2 separate regions of the Sus scrofa genome follow, and region 1 is linked to region 2. The links are chromatin contacts, called in public HiChIP or PLAC-seq maps. All regions are on one chromosome and are shown on one strand. Each heading gives the region's core, a stretch centred on a gene start, on an enhancer-like site or on the middle of the called end of the contact. The rest is flanking DNA. Distances are from core to core; before and after follow the strand shown.

Region 1 (5,275 bases), core at 1,701-4,200, 97 kb before region 2:
ACCTGAAAAAGAAACACAAGCTGGTATCTCAGAACTCTGTGACTTTTTGTTTTGATTTCATTGTTACAGATTTTCATTACTTACATGCAGTTAAATGGGTTTTTGGGGGTGTGCAGTTCTGACACATGAATAGATCTGTGTAACTACCACCACAATCAGGAGAACAGAAAAGGCACATCAGCCCAAAAAGGTGACTTTGTACTGCCCCTTTGTAGTCAAACCCTGCCCCTTCCCACTAAATCCTGGCAACCACTGATCTGTTTCCAGTTTTGTTTTTTCCAGAATGTCATATAAATGGAATCACACAGTATGTGATCTTTTGATACCGGCTTTTTTTCACTCAGTATGACTGTGAGATACCCATCCAAGTTACCGCATGTAGCAATAGTTTGCTCCTTTTCGTTGTGGAGGAGTATTCTATTATACCCACACATTACACTGTAGTTACCCACCCATCTACTGAAGGACATTTGGGTTGCTGCCAGTTTGGGGCAATTATGAATAAAGCTCCCATATTCACGTACAGTTTCTTGTGTGAGCATATGTTTTCATTTCTCTATGGCAAATTCCTAAGAGTGGGATTGCTGGGTCATATGGCATATGTTTAGCTTTATAATAAACTGCCAAACAATTTTCCAGCATGATCACACCATTTTGCAATCCCACCAGCAAAGCAACCTTGCAGGCACATAGTATTGTGAGTTGCTTTTCAATTAAGTCATCACAACCCTGACTTCTTTTTTTTTCCCCCTCCAAGGTTAAGAGAGAGACCTTCGCCTTGTCCCTCACTGATCTCTGGCCTGCTCCCACCTCTGTTTGTGCTCCTTTGTCGCAGACATCCCCACCTGCCCAGGCCTTCCACAGCATCTCCTTTACTAATAAAATCTCATTCCAACAACATGATGTACAGAGACACACAGGACCTCCCCCTACTAGATGAGCAACCATCCCTGTGTGCTAGAAACGGAGGGGTTTCCTGAGATGTGGGCCTTTCAGGGCTAAAACCAAGAGTGTCCTAGGAAAACCAGCCTGTTTCCACCTCCACTCCTGTGAGCCTCTGTGGTACCCTCCCAGAGTTCTTGGTCAAGTGTGGCAAGCTGTCCTTAAGCTATCCTCCTTTTTTTTTTTTTTTTTTTTTTTTTTGTCTTTTTGCCATTTTCTTGGGCCCCTCCCGCGGCATATGGAGGTTCCCAGGGTAGGGGTCTAATCGGAACTGTAGCCACCGGCCTACGCCAGAGCCACAGCAACGCGGGATCTGAGCCGCGTCTGCAACCTACACCACAGCTCATGGCAATGCCGGATCGTTAACCCACTGAGCAAGGGCAGGGACCGAACCCGCAACCTCATGGTTCCTAGTCGGATTCGTTAACCACTGTGCCACGACGGGAACTCCGAGCTATCCTCCTTTTAACTCTTCAACTGAACTGAAATCTTCATGTACTAAAGAATCCTAACAACCTCAAACAGACACCTCACTTCTCCCTTACACTACGGGGACCAGTGCTGTAGCCTGAATGCCTGTGTCTCTCCAAAATTCATGTTAAATCCTAACACCTATCTGAAGGTAAGTGGAGGTGGGACCTTTTGGGGGTGATTAGTTGTTGAAGGATGGGATTTGTATCTTTATAATTGAGACCCGGGAGTGCCCGTCGTGGCGCAGTGGTTAACGAATCCAACTAGGAACCATGAGGTTACGGGTTCGATCCCTGTCCTTGCTCAGTGGGTTAAAGATCCGGCGTTGCCGTGAGCTGTGGTATAGGTCACAGACGCGGCTTGGATCCCTCGTTGCTGTGGCTCTGGTGTAGGCCGGTGGCTACAGCTCCGATTTGACCCCTAGCCTGGGAACCTCCATATGCTGCACAGGAGAGGCCCTAGAAAAAAAAAAAAAAAAAAAAAAGGCAAAAAGACAAAAAATAAAAAATAAAATATAATTGAGACCTGGAAAGCTCCCTTAACCTTTCCATCATGTGAGGATACAGCTAAAAGGTACCTGAACCAGAACCTCACCAGACACTAAATCTGCCTCAATCATTTTTGTTTTCTGTTTTTTTTGTTGTTGTTGTTTATTTGGCCACCCCTGGCATATGAAGTTCCTGGGCCAGGGATCAGATCCGAGCCACAGTCGGGACCTAAACCAAAGTTGCAACAACGCTGGATCTTTAATCCACTGTGCCTGGCTGGGGATCAAACCTGTGTCCCAATGCTTGCAACACGCCACCGATCCCATTGAGCCACAGCAGGAACTCCAATCATTTCTGGGGTTTTTGTTTTTTGTTTTTTCTTTTTTTAGGGCCACGCCCATGGCACATGGAGATTTCCAGGCTAGGGATCAAATCAGAGCTGTACCCTCAAGCCTACGCCAGGGCCACAGCAAAGCAGGATCTGAGCTGTGTCTGTGACCTACACCACAGCTCACGGCAACGCCGGGTCCTTAACCCACTGAGCAAGGCCAGGGATCGAACCCACATCCTCATGGATACTAGTGATTCATTTCTGCTGAGCCACAATGGGAGCTCCCATTTCTGTTTTCTATAAGTCACCTGGGCTGTGATATTTTGTCACAGCATCCTGAATGGCTAAGAACCGGGCAAGTCCCTGCCCTCTTTTGTATGTCAGTCTATTGTGTACACTGGCAGTGGGAGATGCTGCCTTCTGGTCTCCGTGCAGGCTCGCTAATCACTAATGGCACAGACCTGGGAGCGAGCAATCTCAGCCAAGCCCGCCGTCAGTCCCACCTCTGAAAACAGCTTTTCCCTTGTGTTGTAAAGCCAGCCTTCCTTGCCCAAGCCACCCTCCAAACTCTGCCAACCATTCCCTGGTGACTTCATACCTAACCCCTCCCTTTGCTACCTCATCTTCTACGGGCTTTCTTGGCAATTTCAGCACTCATCCTGATGATCCAACTATCACCCCATCTGTATAATTTGTCTGCCTTCCAGAATCTGATGGCTTTCACTTTCACTCTGCTTTAGACACCCACACAGCCACACACTGGACCTCACCATTGCCATGAGCAGCTCCAGAGTTCTCTCTGCCCTTCTCTGTGCCCACTGTTCTTAACTGCTCACATTTTTATTCTATCCTAGTAACCAATCTATCTCTATTGTTATTTTGATTTCTAGCTAATCAATTCTTCTCAGTTCACCTTGCCCATTAAGGCTCTCTGCTTTCCTCTAACTCTACACACAGAGATTTCAATGCTTCTTCCTCTAATACTCTAAACACTTTGGCCTCCAATTCTCCTACCACTTTTCATTTCTCAATTTATTTCAACAAATGTAATTAAGTACCGATTATGGACCATTCATTATGACAGGTGATGAAAAGAAAAGTGTTAAGTAAGATCACATTTCCTGTCCTCATGGGACTTATGATGCATTGGAGCAAACAGAGAAATAACAACAAAAGTAACAAGTATTATATATAAGCAAACTGCTTTGGGAGCACAAAAAAAGAGAATTTCCCAAGTTAGTGAGAATTACTGATAAGAGCGACAAAAATGAACTAACTCCAAAACTATGCATACCATTCCATGTCATTTTGACCGGTGCTGTTGCCTGGCAACTAGAACTGTACCACATCTTTTCCATACAGCTCTCTAAGCAAATGAACTCTGACCCCCTCATCCATCTTCCTCTCTACCACAAACTCTCTCTGTATCTTTAACCCTCTTTCCATCCCCCTCCCGGGATCTAAGAGGCATTTTTCTTTTCTTTTTCCAAAGAAACTACACAGGCCGTGCTCTGGGTCTCAGCCCTCACTGGACCTGGTTCCATCAACTAGGAATCAGTAGGGGGAAGGAAGGTGTGTGGGAAGCAGCATGGAAGGAGCATTGCACAAATGTGAGGGCACCTGGTTCGTGGAAGTCTCAGCTTCGATGTGATTCGGGGCAGGTCATTTCTGGGTTTCCTTCACATGAAATGTGAAGGCTGGACCAGCCATCTCTAAGGCGTCTTCCAGGGCAAACGCACTCTGACTCAAGCTCCTCCTCACTCCCATTCTCAGCTTTCCCCTCTTCACTGGCTTCTCCTCCCATGTCTAAAAATGAGTTGCCTTCCTTTCTCATCTAGAGAGGAAAACATCTTTACTATGTTCTAAATACTCTTCTGCTCCATGGGGACTGTTCTCTTAAGTCACAGCTGAGACCTTCCCCTCGGCCCTGACGTGTCACTTAACCCTGACCATCCCCTCACCCAGTTCTCACGATGATGAGCACTGGTTTTCCCTCTTCCTGGAAGACGTTCCTTTTCCCCACCTCCTGGGCTGGTTTATTTTGCCTCTTCCCTTGGACCTCCACCTGAGGTGAGTCACTCTTCTGCATCTTCTCTTCTCTTCTCTAGGGCTCCCCCTCTCGGGCCACAAGCTCCATGTGAGGATTTCTAAATGATCTGTCCACAACACAACTGCTCACTAGCAATCAAGACTCAGAACTGACTGTCAGCCAGATTTACCAAGGACTCACCAGGGGCGCTGAGACCATCCCTAAATAGGGACCCGAAGCCAACATTCCCTGGCAGAATGGGGAACACACAGGACACCCTTACCTGTCGCTGCTTTAGGAAGTCCAGGGCAATCTGCACGTTCTGCAGCCTGTGAAATCGCATCCTGCCCTTCTCCCGGGGCTGTAAACAAACACAACGAAAGGGATGTTAATTGCAGCCATACCAGTTTACAAACCCCTTTCCTCTTTCTTTTCCAGGACTAAGAGACTACAAAGATTTCCTCTTGGTTGAAGCCAGGTGTGGGAGCATGACATAAAGCACCCCTTAAGGGCAGGGCCTGTGTGTGTTTTCACCATGCTTGTCGAGGCCCCACCAGGATCCCCGTGAACACACAGCACCTTTGGCTACAACACTGAATTAGTGCCACAGTGTCTCTACAGGTGCTTCTGCATCCATACATGGCTTGATTCTGCATGTGAGGTTCATGGGGATGAAGACTTGGCTCTCTGACTCCCAGAATCACAGGTAAATGCTACTGTAAGGGAAGGGTAGAAAGTCCTAAATTCATATTGCATAGGAATGGACAGAGCCAACCTTACTATAAACCTAGCAAAAGAAGCTCGAGGTAGCTGATTTTAAAATAGGGAAGGAGGAGTTACACATGCTCAATAAGCAAGTGAAAAGATCTAAAATTGGAGGCAGAAACCAGCAAGAAACCTATTTTCTAGGAAGACAGGTGTCAATGTAAGAAAGCTACCCTTTACCCCAGTATGAAATACCCAAAGCAGACAAGACCTTCACAGTGTGGGGCTATTCGACATAGTACTCCGAAG
Region 2 (5,266 bases), core at 330-2,829:
AGTTTACAAGGTGGGGTGGAGTCGCAAGTTGGAGGAGAGTGGTGAAAGTCTGGAAGAGCTGCTGTAAGGAAAAGGAAGGGGAGTCACCCAGGAGAGAACAGAGAGATTTCAGGGCAGGGTTGAGAGTCAAGCTGGGGCTGGGCTCATAAATCTGCAAAGGAGCCGTCAGCACAATGCTATGCAGCAGGACCCAGCAGCTCGGTGGGGAAGTGAACGTGGGTCCCGCTCTGGGAAGAGAACAGGCAGGTGTGGCAGGTCCCTTTCTCCCCTAAGAAAGCCAGGACAAGAGTGGCCATGTAGAGGAGGTTAACCACTGCACCACGGGGACCACGAAGAGACTGGGAAATAAGCCAAGACCAGGTTTCCTGAGCAGAAAGGGACAGAAGTGAAAGAGGCTGTGCCCAGATTCTGGGGAGCCTAGGAGGCAGGGAGCAACTTCAGGTGTCCTCAAATATTCTGCCCCAAGAATCTTAGCCCCATCTACAAGACCAACAGTGATGCCCTGCTGCCTTCCAAGCCCCGCTCTCTGAAAAGCAAACTGGGTCTTCATATGGGGCTGGCACCTCCAAGGCTGTTAGAAGGAATTCCAGTGAGAGAGCGGCAGGGTGGAGTTCTTCTAAGCATCTTCTTTCCTAGACTTTAAGTTCTGATCTGGATCTCTGGGTGCAGTATCAGTAACTTTTCTTTTTATTAACAGGAAGATCTGGGGGGTTGTCATGTGCGTGGACTTGCTGAAAATAAAAGTTTAAGAAACTGCCTAATTGCAAGTTCAGCAACTCCCTCAGGGTCCTGAGCCTGCTGATGTAGAACAAGAGTCACTGGACCCTCCCCCAGTGCTAACATACAACAGTAAGGGTGACAACTTGAGCATAATAATTATATTCAACAGGGAAGCAGAAGTTGGGGTCTGCTAATAAGGTAAGTGATATCTAGGAAAGAAGTGGGAAAGTGAGCTCACTTCTTTTCATGCAAAAACTGAATCTAAACCTTGTCTCACAAGGACAGAAAAACCTAAACAAGCTACTCACTCGTTCCCTAAAGATCTGGGCTCCCATCCAGCTTATTATCCCAGTCTGTACAAAAAGAGAGATTCGAATCCTCTCAGAGGGGCTACAAATGAACCAGAACATTGCCACCAGAGGGGCTGTGGCTTAGAGTGCTGACTCACTGTAAGAGCCCTGACTCCCTTTCAAACCTTCCCCTCTTTCCCAAAAGACAAAGGGCACAGTGACTATAAAAGGTAATTTCTAACATCAAGCACATGGATGGAAGAAGTGAGAATCCAAGGGCTGGATGGCTCTCTGCTAAGTGTCTGGAATTTGGCCCCCACATCAGCCTGGTCAGCCCTTCCGCTTGGACTGAGGTGGGCTCTGCCATGTGCGACAAGAAAAGTAACTCCCAATGTTTGTTTAATTCGGCTCTGTTCACCTTCACTCGGGTCACCGCCTTCTTCTGCTCACAAACACTTAATTGTCTCTGAAAAGTAGGTCATCGCTTGCGGAACAAGCTGGAGGGGGAGCTAAGACCCAGCCTATCGCTCCCAACAGGCCTGGAGAGGCCCAAGCCGTGTCTAGGAGACCAAGACCAGTCAACAATGCACTGTGCCAAGAGCGCTCCAGGTGCTTCAGGCAGCAACCTGGTTACTGCCATTCCTAAGTGGTGATTCAGCGGGCTGGCAGAGCAGAAGACGCCCAGGATGTGAGGGTGAGGCTCGAGTCAGTCCAAGAAACACTTGTCCCATTCTGATGGCTAATGAGGTATCCCTAATCATCCCTGAATGGAGGGAGCAAGAGGGGAAGAGCAGAATGCTAAGCTCTTCCCCACTGTCCATATGGTCCCTCTGTAGAATACCAAGCATTGCTCAACCATAAATGGAACTGTGTGAGCTTCTCCCTACTCCTTCTCCCAAATATTTCCTTCAGGACACCCAGAAATAAACACTGCTTCCTACCCATGAACTAAAGGTACATTCTTAGCACTGTAAACTGTCCTCTGAGCATGTCCAGCAAAGAAGGGGTTAAGGTTTTTCAGCAGGATACATCTTGTTCCTAGGCCCAAATGCTCCTCCATCCAGAATTCTAAGGTGGGACAGAGTTCCCCTCAATCCTCCTCCAACCTCTAACTGGTGAGTTCACTAAATATAGGATATTGCTTCAAAGTCAAAAAGAAGGGGCCCAGGGAGATGAGGTGACAGAGGGCTGGCAGTTTGAGAAATAGCTACCAGAGGGTCAGCTGTCCAGCTGGCTCCGGAATCTGAAAACTTCCAAATCTAACAACTGCCTTTCTCAGCAAGAATCAAAAGTATGTGAATCAGCTGTGGAGGATAAAGGCTACAGAGCCCAGTTTCAGAAGCCAGTAGCAAACCACTTCCTCAGCCACTGTTCTCCACAAAGAGCAAACTGCCAGGAACTTCACCTTCAGACCAGATACCAGCTCTAAGAAGAGGAATGGAAAAAGGAGTTAGTTATTTCTTTGGCAAATAGAGTGCACGCAACTCTCTCTCGCTCAATGTGTGTGAGTGTGTGTCTCTCTCTCCTCAACCTCCTCAGCCCCTCCAATTCTCTGGTTGTAAAATCAAAATTGTTGACAACCCCAACCTTTCTAAATTCTGACCATATAATTTTCCACTATCTTCTAGTCCCTTCTTTTTTTTTTTTTTTTTTTTTGTCTTTTTGCCATTTCTTGGGCCGCTCCCACGGCATATGGAGGTTCCCAGGCTAGGGGTCTAATCGGAGCTGTAGCTGCCAGCCTACACTAGAGCCACAGCAACATGGGATCTGAGCCGCGTCTGCGACCTACACCACAGCTCACGGCAATGCCAGATCCTTAACCCACTGAGTAAGGGCAGGGATCGAACCCTCAACCTCATGGTTCCTAGTCGGATTCGTTAATCACTGAGCCATGACGGGAACTCCCTTCTAGTCCCTTCTGATCCCTCACTGCTTCTCCTGCCCCACAACATACACACACTTTAAGGCACTTCAGAGTCAGAACTACATGAACTAATACTGAATTTCACATTATTTTTACCATTTATCATTAGATTTTATCATTAGATTTGAGTCTATATGTAACTGGTTGCAAACTCAGCAAAGGCAGGAACCATGTCTTATGACCATTATTGTGGCTAACACTGCATGTTTACTATGAGTCAAGCATCATTCTAGTATATTACACGTGTTATGTCATTCATTCTCCACCAGAATCCTATGACGGATCATCATCAGTAGATACCTTAGAGATGAGGATTAAAGTTCAGAAAGGTTTAAGAACTTGCCCAAGTTCATGGTAAATAGCAGAGCTGAGATTTAAACCCTGGAACTTAACCCCAGAGTCCATACTCTCAACCCCTATACTGTACACAAGTGGTCCCAGACCAGCAGCATATCCTGGGAACTTGTTTAGAAACAGATTCTGAAGCCCCATCCCAGACTTACTGAATCAGAAGCTGGGAGTGGGACCCAGGAATCCACGGCTTAATAGCCCTCCAGGTGATTGTGATGGAGGCTCAAATTTGAGAACCATGGTTCTACGATACATTCACATGTTTTTCCTTTTTTTTTTTTAAGGGCCGCATCCACAACATATGGAAGTTCCCAGGCTAAGGGTCAAACTTGAAGCTACAGCTGCCAGCCTACACCACAGCCACAGAAATGCCAGATCTGAGCTGCGTCCGCGACCTACATCACAGCTCCAGGCAACACCAGATCCTCCAACCCACAAAGCGAGGCCAGGGATCGAACCCTCATCCTCACGGATACTAGTTGAGTTGGCTTCTGCTGCACCATAACAGGAACTCCCTACTTCTGCTTTTCTTTATCTGAGCCACACCCAAGACAGAAAGGAGCCTGGGAGGAACTTAACAGTGTAAAAATATACCGAACAACTGATTGTGGCATCATGGTTAAGAGTGCGTGAGGATTCTAGGGCCAACTGTCTGTCAGTGTAAAGCCCAGCTCTGCTGCTTACCACCTGTGTGACCTTGGGCACATCACTTAGCCTTCCCGCTGCTCAGTTTCATCAAGCGTAAAATGGAAATAACAGTACCCGCCTCATTTAGCTGCTGTGAGGGATTAAATGAGCTGGTATCATGCAAAGTATTTACAATAGTGTGTGGCACTTAGTATCATACAAGCTGTTATTAAGTATGGTCTTTGATCCATTTCACAATTAAATGCAACAAATATATATTAGGCATCTATATGCCAGACACTGTGCCAGGTACATGCAGTCATCAACATCTCCCCAACTCATCATTAGCCTTTCAAATATTGACTGATGCCTTATTACATGCAGTACCCTGTGCTTGGGGACACGTGGTCCATAAAGAACAGGGCGCTAACCCTTCAAGGACAGCTTAAAGCAGTGCACCAGACATGGCATTTACACAAGTAACTGCAACACATAGCAGCAAGTGATAAGAATCAGAAGATAGCATTCTTTGATGGAAAGAACACTGGGTTTGAGGTCATAAGATTTAGATTCAGTTCTAGCTATATGTGACCTCAGGCACGTCACTTCACCTCCTCGAGCCTATGTTTCCACGGCTGTCAAGCAAAAGTAACAATCGAGCTGTGAGGCATAAAAGAGCTAATACATGTGAAAGCATTCTGTAAAAGGCTGTATGAATGTGAGCTGTCAGTTGTTACTATTGCTTTAAAGTGAATTTATTTCAATAATTTTATGTAAGCTTAGAAAGATGATATGACTAAAGGGACTAGGAAATGTTGCACCAAAAAAAGTGACATTTGAGATGGATGTGGAAGAACAAGATGTAGGAAGGAAAAGAAAAGCCAAGTAGAGGAAAGAGTTTAAACAAAGGCATAAAAATACAGCGCATGTATGGGGAGGGCACTAGTTCATTCCAGCTGTGAACAGTTATGAGAAGTAACATTTAAAAGGTAGGAAAAGGGCAAATACGGGGGGGAAAAGAATTTGTTCACTTTTCCCCCATAAGCATCTTTGGTAATCCAAGTAGAAGTAAATGATGAAACTGAGTTAAAATTAGTTTCAGGATTTATCTGCAAGTTTGAAGTATTCAGCACACCCCCTCTGCTCCGTTTTCTGAGGTTAAGAGCCAGCTACACTGTATGTATGGAAAATGAAATACCTATAATTATGTAGTTTGTGCAGGGGCCAGTTTGAAAACGATGCTGTTATTCCTCATCAAAGCTGCTCATCAGGAATTCAGAAGAGAGAGAGCACGCAAAGACTTTGGGCCTTTTGGACCTTTCGACATCATTATTCAAATAAGAGAAACCTTTGT

The links. HiChIP or PLAC-seq counts read pairs in DNA pulled down with a chosen protein or histone mark.
Region 1: a contact with region 2 is called in an H3K27ac HiChIP or PLAC-seq map of alveolar macrophages. The contact joins two enhancer-like sites. A contact is called at or near these places in 7 of 47 Hi-C or Micro-C datasets (alveolar macrophages, embryonic fibroblasts, epiblast stem cells and 4 more) and 2 of 2 datasets of contacts at active chromatin or transcription factors (alveolar macrophages and skeletal muscle).

What each region holds. Positions count from the first base shown.
Region 1 is chr6:95,108,731-95,114,005 of Sscrofa11.1, reverse strand. It overlaps MACF1 (microtubule-actin cross-linking factor 1), which reads right to left. Exons shown (of 96, transcript XM_021095983.1): 5 at 4,545-4,622; 6 at 1-2. Among named protein-coding and RNA genes, the nearest start is that of KIAA0754, 140 kb to the left of the region's middle. Within about 2 kb of position 2,950, at least 13 of the 83 cell types and tissues checked have an H3K27ac peak or open chromatin away from gene starts, as enhancers often do. A contact at or near this core is called in alveolar macrophages and retroperitoneal adipose tissue, where this site is marked.
Region 2 is chr6:95,010,539-95,015,804 of Sscrofa11.1, reverse strand. All of the region lies in intron 2 of MACF1 (microtubule-actin cross-linking factor 1), which reads right to left. Among named protein-coding and RNA genes, the nearest start is that of MACF1, 53 kb to the right of the region's middle. Within about 2 kb of position 1,579, at least 38 of the 83 cell types and tissues checked have an H3K27ac peak or open chromatin away from gene starts, as enhancers often do. A contact at or near this core is called in alveolar macrophages and retroperitoneal adipose tissue, where this site is marked.